Linked DNA regions of Sus scrofa: region 2 is linked to region 1. A link is a contact called in public Hi-C data. All regions are on one chromosome and are shown on one strand. Each heading gives the region's core, a stretch centred on a gene start, on an enhancer-like site or on the middle of the called end of the contact. The rest is flanking DNA. Distances are from core to core; before and after follow the strand shown. Region 1 holds the start of TMEM74B (transmembrane protein 74B). Region 2 holds the start of PSMF1 (proteasome inhibitor subunit 1).

Evidence for each region. Hi-C and Micro-C count contacts between places; a contact is called where the count stands out from the background.
Region 2: a contact with region 1 is called in a Hi-C map of liver, with 4 times the contacts expected there. The contact joins the promoter of PSMF1 here to the promoter of TMEM74B in region 1. A contact is called at or near these places in 1 of 5 promoter capture datasets (liver) and 4 of 47 Hi-C or Micro-C datasets (fetal heart ventricle, heart right ventricle, liver and 1 more).

Annotation. Positions count from the first base shown.
Region 1 is chr17:34,097,442-34,101,162 of Sscrofa11.1, forward strand. TMEM74B (transmembrane protein 74B) reads left to right here and starts at 2,070. Exons shown (of 3, transcript XM_013985206.2): 1 at 2,070-2,188.
Region 2 is chr17:34,162,688-34,166,408 of Sscrofa11.1, forward strand. It overlaps PSMF1 (proteasome inhibitor subunit 1), which reads right to left and starts at 2,036. Exons shown (of 7, transcript NM_001243340.1): 1 at 1,756-2,036. The coding sequence starts at 1,884. It overlaps LOC102164496 (a long non-coding RNA gene), which reads left to right and starts at 2,114. Exons shown (of 3, transcript XR_001302079.2): 1 at 2,114-2,289.

The DNA.
Region 1 (3,721 bases), core at 820-3,319:
AAATATTTGCTCACTTTCTCCATTCTTCATTCACATAAGTATCTATCAAGGGCCTCCCATGTGTTGGCCTCTTTTCTAGTCAATACAGCAGGGAGGGGAGCAGGCAAAGCTTTTGCCTCTTGGCATTTTTATTTTAATGGTGGTGACAATAAACAAAGAAAGAAATAAGCAAATGTCAGGAGGTGATAAATGCTATGGGGAAAAATTAAGAGTTCAAGAGTAAAGGGTGCCGGGCACTGCCAGTTTTAAAAGGATAGTGTGTCTCTGAGAAGGTGACATTTGAGCAAAGGCTCTGAGGCAGGCCTGAGGGAGGGAACAGTGAGTGCCTCACAGGGAGTATCTCATCTAATCCCCGTAACCCTTACTAAGTCCATTTCACAGATGAGGAGACTGAGCTCTGAGAGGGGACCCTTTTGCACAAGGCTGCACACCTATGAACAGTGGATTTGCATGGGAGTCTGGCCCACAGCGAGCTTCCTCTTGAAGTCCCAAACGAGAGGCCAGGCCTCTGGAAGGCAGGAAGAGACTGAAGCATTCCCATCCCTGGAGGTCCTGCCCAGGTCTCCAGCACAGGGGCCTCAAAGCCTGGGCACCTGGCTTCCAGGGTAGCCTCCACTGTCCTGCTGTCTGTCTGTCTGGCCTTTGGAACAGGACAGGCTATGCCCTCTCATGAAGCAGCTAAAGAGCCAGGACAGGGCATCTTCATCGGCCTGTCCTTCCCAGATGGCTGACCTCCGCTGACCCTCCCAAAGGCCCTGGAACCTGCGTTTTCATGGTCCCATCTTCCCAGGCGAACACTGAGGCCCATAGAGTGAGAAAACTTACCTGATGCCACAAGGGTAAGCCACCCACAAAGACTTCTGAAAACCCCGGGATCTTCAGACCACACTCCTCTGTGGGCTCCACCTGGGCCCCCAAGGAAGGAGTGTCTCCTTAACGTTTGCCTCTTAGGCACCTCACTTGACTCACCTTAATCTAAGCCCCATTAAGGGACGAAAGAGTGAAATCTGTCCACCCGGTCACCCACACCCACCGCTGGGCTCTGGGGGGATCAGACAGGGGCCCTGTCCTCTAGGAGTTGCCAGTTCGATGAAGGAGGCAGGTACTTACCCCAAATCGCAACTCTCAGATAAGGACAAATGCACAGGCAAAGAGAATGCAGCTGGAGGGGCTCCTGGGCGAGGAAGTGTAGGGGGCAGCCAGTTGGTTTGCCAGGGGAGGGGACGTTGCAGCTGGGCTTTGGAGGGTGAGGGTGTGTGGCCGTTGGCAGTGCTCCAAGATCACACCCGACTTGCGCTGGGCACCGCACCATCACACAGAGAAAGAGCAAGAAAAAGGCGGTGTGGGCTTGTGGGGGACGGCGGGGGCGGCGGAATGTGTCAGAGGCTTCCTTTTGGCCTTCAGGTGGCGCCCTTGAGCCACGGAGCCGCACGCTCCGGAGAAGACTATCCCGACCACGGAGGGGACCCTGGGTCCAACCCGCGGGCGGTGTGCTTGCGAGGAGGGTGAGGGGAGGTGAGGGGAGGAGGAAGCTTGGGGGCTCCGCGCTCTAGGGTTTCCCCAGCGGAGGGGTAGGGCTGGCGGCCGGGGGAGGGGTCTCCTTCAGCACCCACCCTGCGCCCCGCCCCTGCGCCCAGGCGCCGCGGGCTCTAGGCATCAGTTCCCTAAATCCTGGTGTCGGTAAAACCGATCTGCCCGGAGAGGAGGGGGAGGAAGATGGAGCCGTGTCCTCCCCCCCTCACTCCAGTCGGTTACCCGCCTCCCAGTGCCTCCCCGCGCTAACTCTACGGGCGCCCTCGCCGGCTGCGGGCGGAGCTGGAGCCGCTGCGCTCGGCGATCCCCGGCTCCCGCCCCTTCGCAGTCCCTCCCTCCTCGGAGCCCCCAGCGGCCGAGGCCGCCGCGGTACAGCCACGCGCGGCGCGAGCAGGTACGTGCGCCTCGGCAGCGGCTCTGGGCCGGGCCCGGCCGGGAAGGGGGCGGGAGCCGAGGAGGACGAGGTGGCGGCGGCGGCGGCGGCGGCTGGGCCCGCTCCCTCCCGGACTGCGCCGCAGCACAGACACCGGCGGGCGGGCGCCGGCTGCGGGAAGGCGGGTGGGCGCCCGGAGAGGACGCGCCCTCGCCGTCGCCCGGCGGCTGCCCAGCGTCCTCGCCTCCCGCGTGGGGAGGCGGGGAGGGAGGCCCAGCACAGGTACGCACGCCAGAAGGGGACTGCGGGGGGCGGCGGGAGGCCGAGGGCCGGAGTCGGGGAGGGGCGGCCAAGGAGAGCTAGCCTGACCTCGCGGCCCGGCCGAAGGACACGCGGCTGGGGAACCCGGGCGCACGCCGGTCCTCGCGGAGCCCGGCCTCCCTGGGCCGCCTGACCGGCTTGCTACCGGCGCCGCCTGGCCCGGTTCGGCCCGGCCCGGCCCGGCGATGTTTGTGGTCAAGGGCAGGAGCAGGGGGCGTGAGCTGCTGGCTGGCGGGCGCGCGGGTGTGGCGGGCAGCCTGGATGCTGGGGCTTTCTGCGCAGAACTTTGGGTATAACAGCGTGGACGTATATGCGCGCCCGAGGCTTTGTGTACAACTCGTGCGTGAGTCTATCGATTGGGTTTTGTGAAGCTTCACCCACGCCCGCTGTGCGTCTGTCTTCCCGCTTGTTAGTGCGCACCAGTGGGTGGGGTGCTGGGCCAGAGTGGATCTTGGTGGGTATGGCTTAGATCTTGGCAGTCCTGTGGGTAGTTTACTCTGTGTGTGTGTGTGTGTGTGCGCGCGCGTGTGTGTGCCTTGTCCCTTCCTGGGGTCCGGGTGCTAGTGTGGTCTGTGGATCTGTGGGTCACTGCGTAGCTTCCCAAGTCTGTGCATGCTGAATGTGGAAAAAGCCTCTTGGGGGTATGAGTGTGGAACCCGGGTGTGCCTTTCAGGTCCTGTTGGACTGCAGATGACATTGGAGTCTAACTGATACAGTTGTGCGGAGTGAGCCTGGACACTAGAGTCATTGTCAGCTTGTCTGTTTCTGCTTAAGTTTGGGGTAATTGACAGGATAATGGACCCTTGTGTAAGTGGTGGGTGTTTCTGAACCTGTGTGTGACACATTGCAACTCTGGGTGAGAGGGAACCTTCCTTTTCTCTACCCTCACCCTATCCCCACTGGTATCCTAAGGAAAAAGTTTTGGGTTCCTGCCGGGTTAGAGAGAGCCCTACTCCCAGAATTTGGGTGCTCTGGGTTTCTTCTGGGATATGGAAGCATCAGTGTGCTGGTCTGAGAAGGGAGTTCCTAAGCCACTCTGGGGGCTGAGTTCGGTGGAGGATGCTAAAGACCTGGGTGGGGGACCACATCTGGACACCAACTGAGCCAGAGACGTGACTGCCAGTCCCTGTTAGTGGCTGGGCACTCAGGAACATGCTTTTGTTGCCAAGAGTTTGAAAAGCCAATGAACATACCTCTCCTCTTGGTTTACTGGAAAGTGGGAGCAGCATGGGCAGAGCCTGGCCCATCCTGCAAGTGAGAAGGATGTCTGCCTGGGCCTTCGAATCATTCCCGAGGGCTGGCTGTACCAAGCCCTGAGCAGGGGGCTGAGGACCCAGACATAAACGTGCCCTCAAGCTGCTCATGGTTGCTGTAAACAGTGGCAGACAGTAGAGAATCTACAGGTGAGGCCTGGAAGAGCCAGGGAGGCAGGGCGGAGTGATGCCACTGGTGCAAGAGTGTGTGGGTTTGCAGGCTCTTAGGTGATAATTCTTG
Region 2 (3,721 bases), core at 786-3,285, 65 kb after region 1:
CAGGATTTGGGAGGGGACGAGTGGTGTGAGCAGTGCTGATACATGTCTGTGTAATGGGGAGAAGGGAGTCCCTGTAACAAGTTCCTGCTCCTGGGGGGAGAGTAAACAGAGTGAGGTACATGAGAAGGGACAGCGAGCAGGGCAGACCTGTCCGATCTGAGGGGTTGGGGGGGGGGATGCTGAGAGCCGATAGGGAAGCCCCAAGGGCAGAGGCAAGTCTTACCCTCCTCTCAGTCCCACTGTCCCCGGAACCATCCTACACACCAGCTATCTAGGAGAACACCCCAGAAAAGGTGATATGAAATGCCTGGGGCAAGTGAAAGGGCTGTTAAAGACTGGAAAGCTGGAATGGAGCCAAGTGGGGAGACTATGCACTGAAAGGGGAAATTTGACTGTTTAGTGTGGGCCGCCTCTACCTGGTCCCAAATTGTGAAATGTTGAAAGGCAAGGCAAGTGAGACAAAGTGCAGGGCGATCAGAAAAGCCAAGTCTGGGGGAGGGGGGGAGCCAGAGATCCATGACAATACTTGTGTTTCTTATTCCTGTTGATCAGGGTGTGATGGTCTTGGTCAACAGTTCTAAGGGAAAAGGAATGGACAGTGAGGATGGGGTACAGAACCTGGATGTATAAACTGTGTTTGACGAGGGATCCCTAAAGCTCTGTATCAGAAGAAGAAAAACTAAGTCTCTGGATGTATGCGTGAGAAACTAAAAAGGATTAGGGAGCTTGAGAACTAAAGCAGTTAGAAATGAAAGTAAGATTAAGATCTCACTGTGAGATGGAAGGAGTGAAGCACCCTGCTCCCCAGAGCTGGTCTAGGTTCTGACAGTGAAAAGGCAGTGGTGGCTTGGCTGAGTGTGTGTACGGGAGGCTATTTTCTCAGATGGAGCGAAGGGACAGTAAGGGCTTCCCGCCCAGTTCTCAGAGGAAGTGTACAAGGATGTGGAGGGGGAGAGTCAGAGGGAAGGGGCAGGGGCAGATGGGAGAATGCTACAGCAAAGAATTAGTGAGGCTGCCTGGGCCCAGCAGTCCTAGGGCTCTGTGGGGATGACAACAAGGCCCCCAGCAGGAAGAGGCAGAACCTGAGGACAAGAGAACAGGAGGGGCTGGTCCTGTAGGACATCTTTGGGGATGCAAACCTACAGGCCCTCACACACAGGGTGCACCTCTGCATGTGTGTGGCAGGCTGTTCTTGCCCCAAAGCCTGAGCTAAAGATGACAACCAGAGAGTGGGCTGCACTGGGCCCTTCAGGAAAGGGAGAGGGTGTCTGAGCTCTCAGGGCCCTTGACTGGAGCTGAATGGGTCCAAGCTCACCCCTATACCCCTGCATGGATCCAGATACCTGCTGGGCGCTAAGTACAGTAGGAGGATAGTGCTGACAACAGCCCCACCCACCCAGCTGTATGGGAAGAAGCTTCGCGGAGTTCAGATAGGTGAAGAGGGCTCAGGGGGGCTGCACACCTGCCTCGGTGCCAGATCCACACAATCCCGGCCTGGGAGACTGCCGGGCTGTACGGGAGCGAGACTCTGTCCTTGGCTTTTCAAATCATGTTGTGCCAGCTGGGCTGGGACAGTTCAGCTAGCACCTCCCTGACCTGCAGGCCATAGGGAGCAATGGTGTCATAAGCCTCAGTGCCTGGACTTGGGGAGGAGGGAAGGCCAGGCACTAAGGACCAAGCCGACGGTCCTCTGGGTTCAGGCAGGAGACACCTTACCCCCTCCACCCTGGCCCTGGGCTGGCTCGGTTGGCGTACCTGGTCGCCGGCGCCCAAGCCGTAGTAGCCGTGCGTAACCACCTCCCAGTGTAGGAAGCAGACGAGGGCGTCCTGCGCGCAGGTGATGGTCGGCGCCGCAGACGCGAACAGGACCTCCAAGCCCGCCATGCGCGCCCCCGGCCTCTGCAGGCAGAATAAGGAAGGGAGAGAGTGCGGTGAGCCGGCTCGGCCCTCAGAGTACCGAGAACACCGCTTCGCCGATCCGCTGGTCTGAGTCACGTCCCTAACCTGCGCGGCCAAAATGGAGACGCCCCAGTGCTGGGGGCGTGGCCGCCGGAAGTGCCTGCCGGGGCCGGCGGTGCTGCGAGAGTGAGCCCGACTGGAAGCAAGAGCGCGACTCTCAAATGTTCCGCCAGGCAGCGGGCGGGCGAGGCGGATATCCTGGGGGTGAGGTCCTTCAAAGACGAAATCTTCAACTGGCCGTAGTTGGCGGAGCCACTACACGCAGGCTGTGGCGTCCTTGAGGAGGGGCTACTTTGTTCAGAGCCACAGACTTCTCATCTGCAGAATGAGGTGGGTTTATGCTGGTGGCGGAAGAGATTATGAAATAGGCCTAAAATATACTGATAATAATCGTTAGCACTTATGCAGTGCTTGTTCCGGACCACGTAATTCTAAATACTTGTATTCATTTATTTAAAACTCACAATCCAACCCCATAAAGTTTTTGTTAACTCCATTTTACAGATGGGTAAACAGGAACAAAGGGGTAAATTTGACCAAGATGAGTGAGTGGCAGAGGTGATACTGCAATCTAGTCTAGCTCCTTGGATAACATTGATTAAATGTTTATTGCTGCTAGATCCTGTGTCAAAACCTCTATATCGGGAGTTCCCGTCGTGGCGCAGTGGTTAACGAATCTGACTAGGAACCATGAGGTTCGGGTTTGATCCCTGGTCTTGCTCAGTGGGTTAAGGATCCGGCGTTGCCGTGAGCTGTGGTGTAGGTTGCAGACGCGGCTCGGATCCCGCGTTGCTGTGGCTGTGGCGTAGGCCAGTGGCTACAGCTCCGATTAGACCCCTAGCCTGGGGACCTCCATATGCCGCAGGAGCAGCCCTAGAAAAGGCAAAAAGACAAAACAAACAAACAAACAAAACAAAACCCAACCAACCAAAAACAACAAAAAACAAAAAAAACAAAAAAACAAACACCTTTATATCACCTTATCAAAAACTCTATGTGTTAAGTTTCATTATTATTCCCACTTTTCATATTTATCACCAGTTCAAAGAATGGAAGCCACTTCCCCCCAAAAACACAGCTGCTAACTCCAGAGCTGGTGCTCCTGATCTACTACCAAATTTCAGTCATTCATTTTCCTGTCTCCTTCATAATTTTTTTTTTTTCTGCCACAGCTCACAGCAATGTGGGATCCTTAACCCACTGATGGAGGCCAGGGGTGGAACCTGCATCCTCTTGGATAGTAGTTGGGTTCATTTCTTCTGAGCCACAACGGGAATTCCCTCCTTCGTAATTTTTATTATGTATTAGTTCTTCAACAAGTTTCTTGAAATCCTCTTATTGCTTTTACTCAAACAAATTTTGTTTTCCCATCTCAGTCAGCTCCCTGCTGCAAACCACCATCATCTCTCACTGGGATGTTGACACCAGCCTCTCAACTGCCCTACTCTATCTCTGTCTCCCTAAAGTCTATTCTACACTCTGCAACAAGAGATTCTGTTAGAACGTATGCCAGCTCACATCCCTCCTCTGCTCAAAACCCTCCCAGAGCTCCCATCACACTGCAGAGAAAAGTAAGTCCTTCCCATGGTCTGTAGGAACCATCTTATGGTCTGTGCTCCCCACCCCTGCCTCTCTCTAACATTATCTCCTCCAACTCTCCTCCCATCCCCTGCACTCGTCTGCAGTGATCTTGACTCCCCTCTTCTTTTATACCCACATCGGATCGAACAGCAAAGCTCGTCCACTTTACCCTCAAAGTATA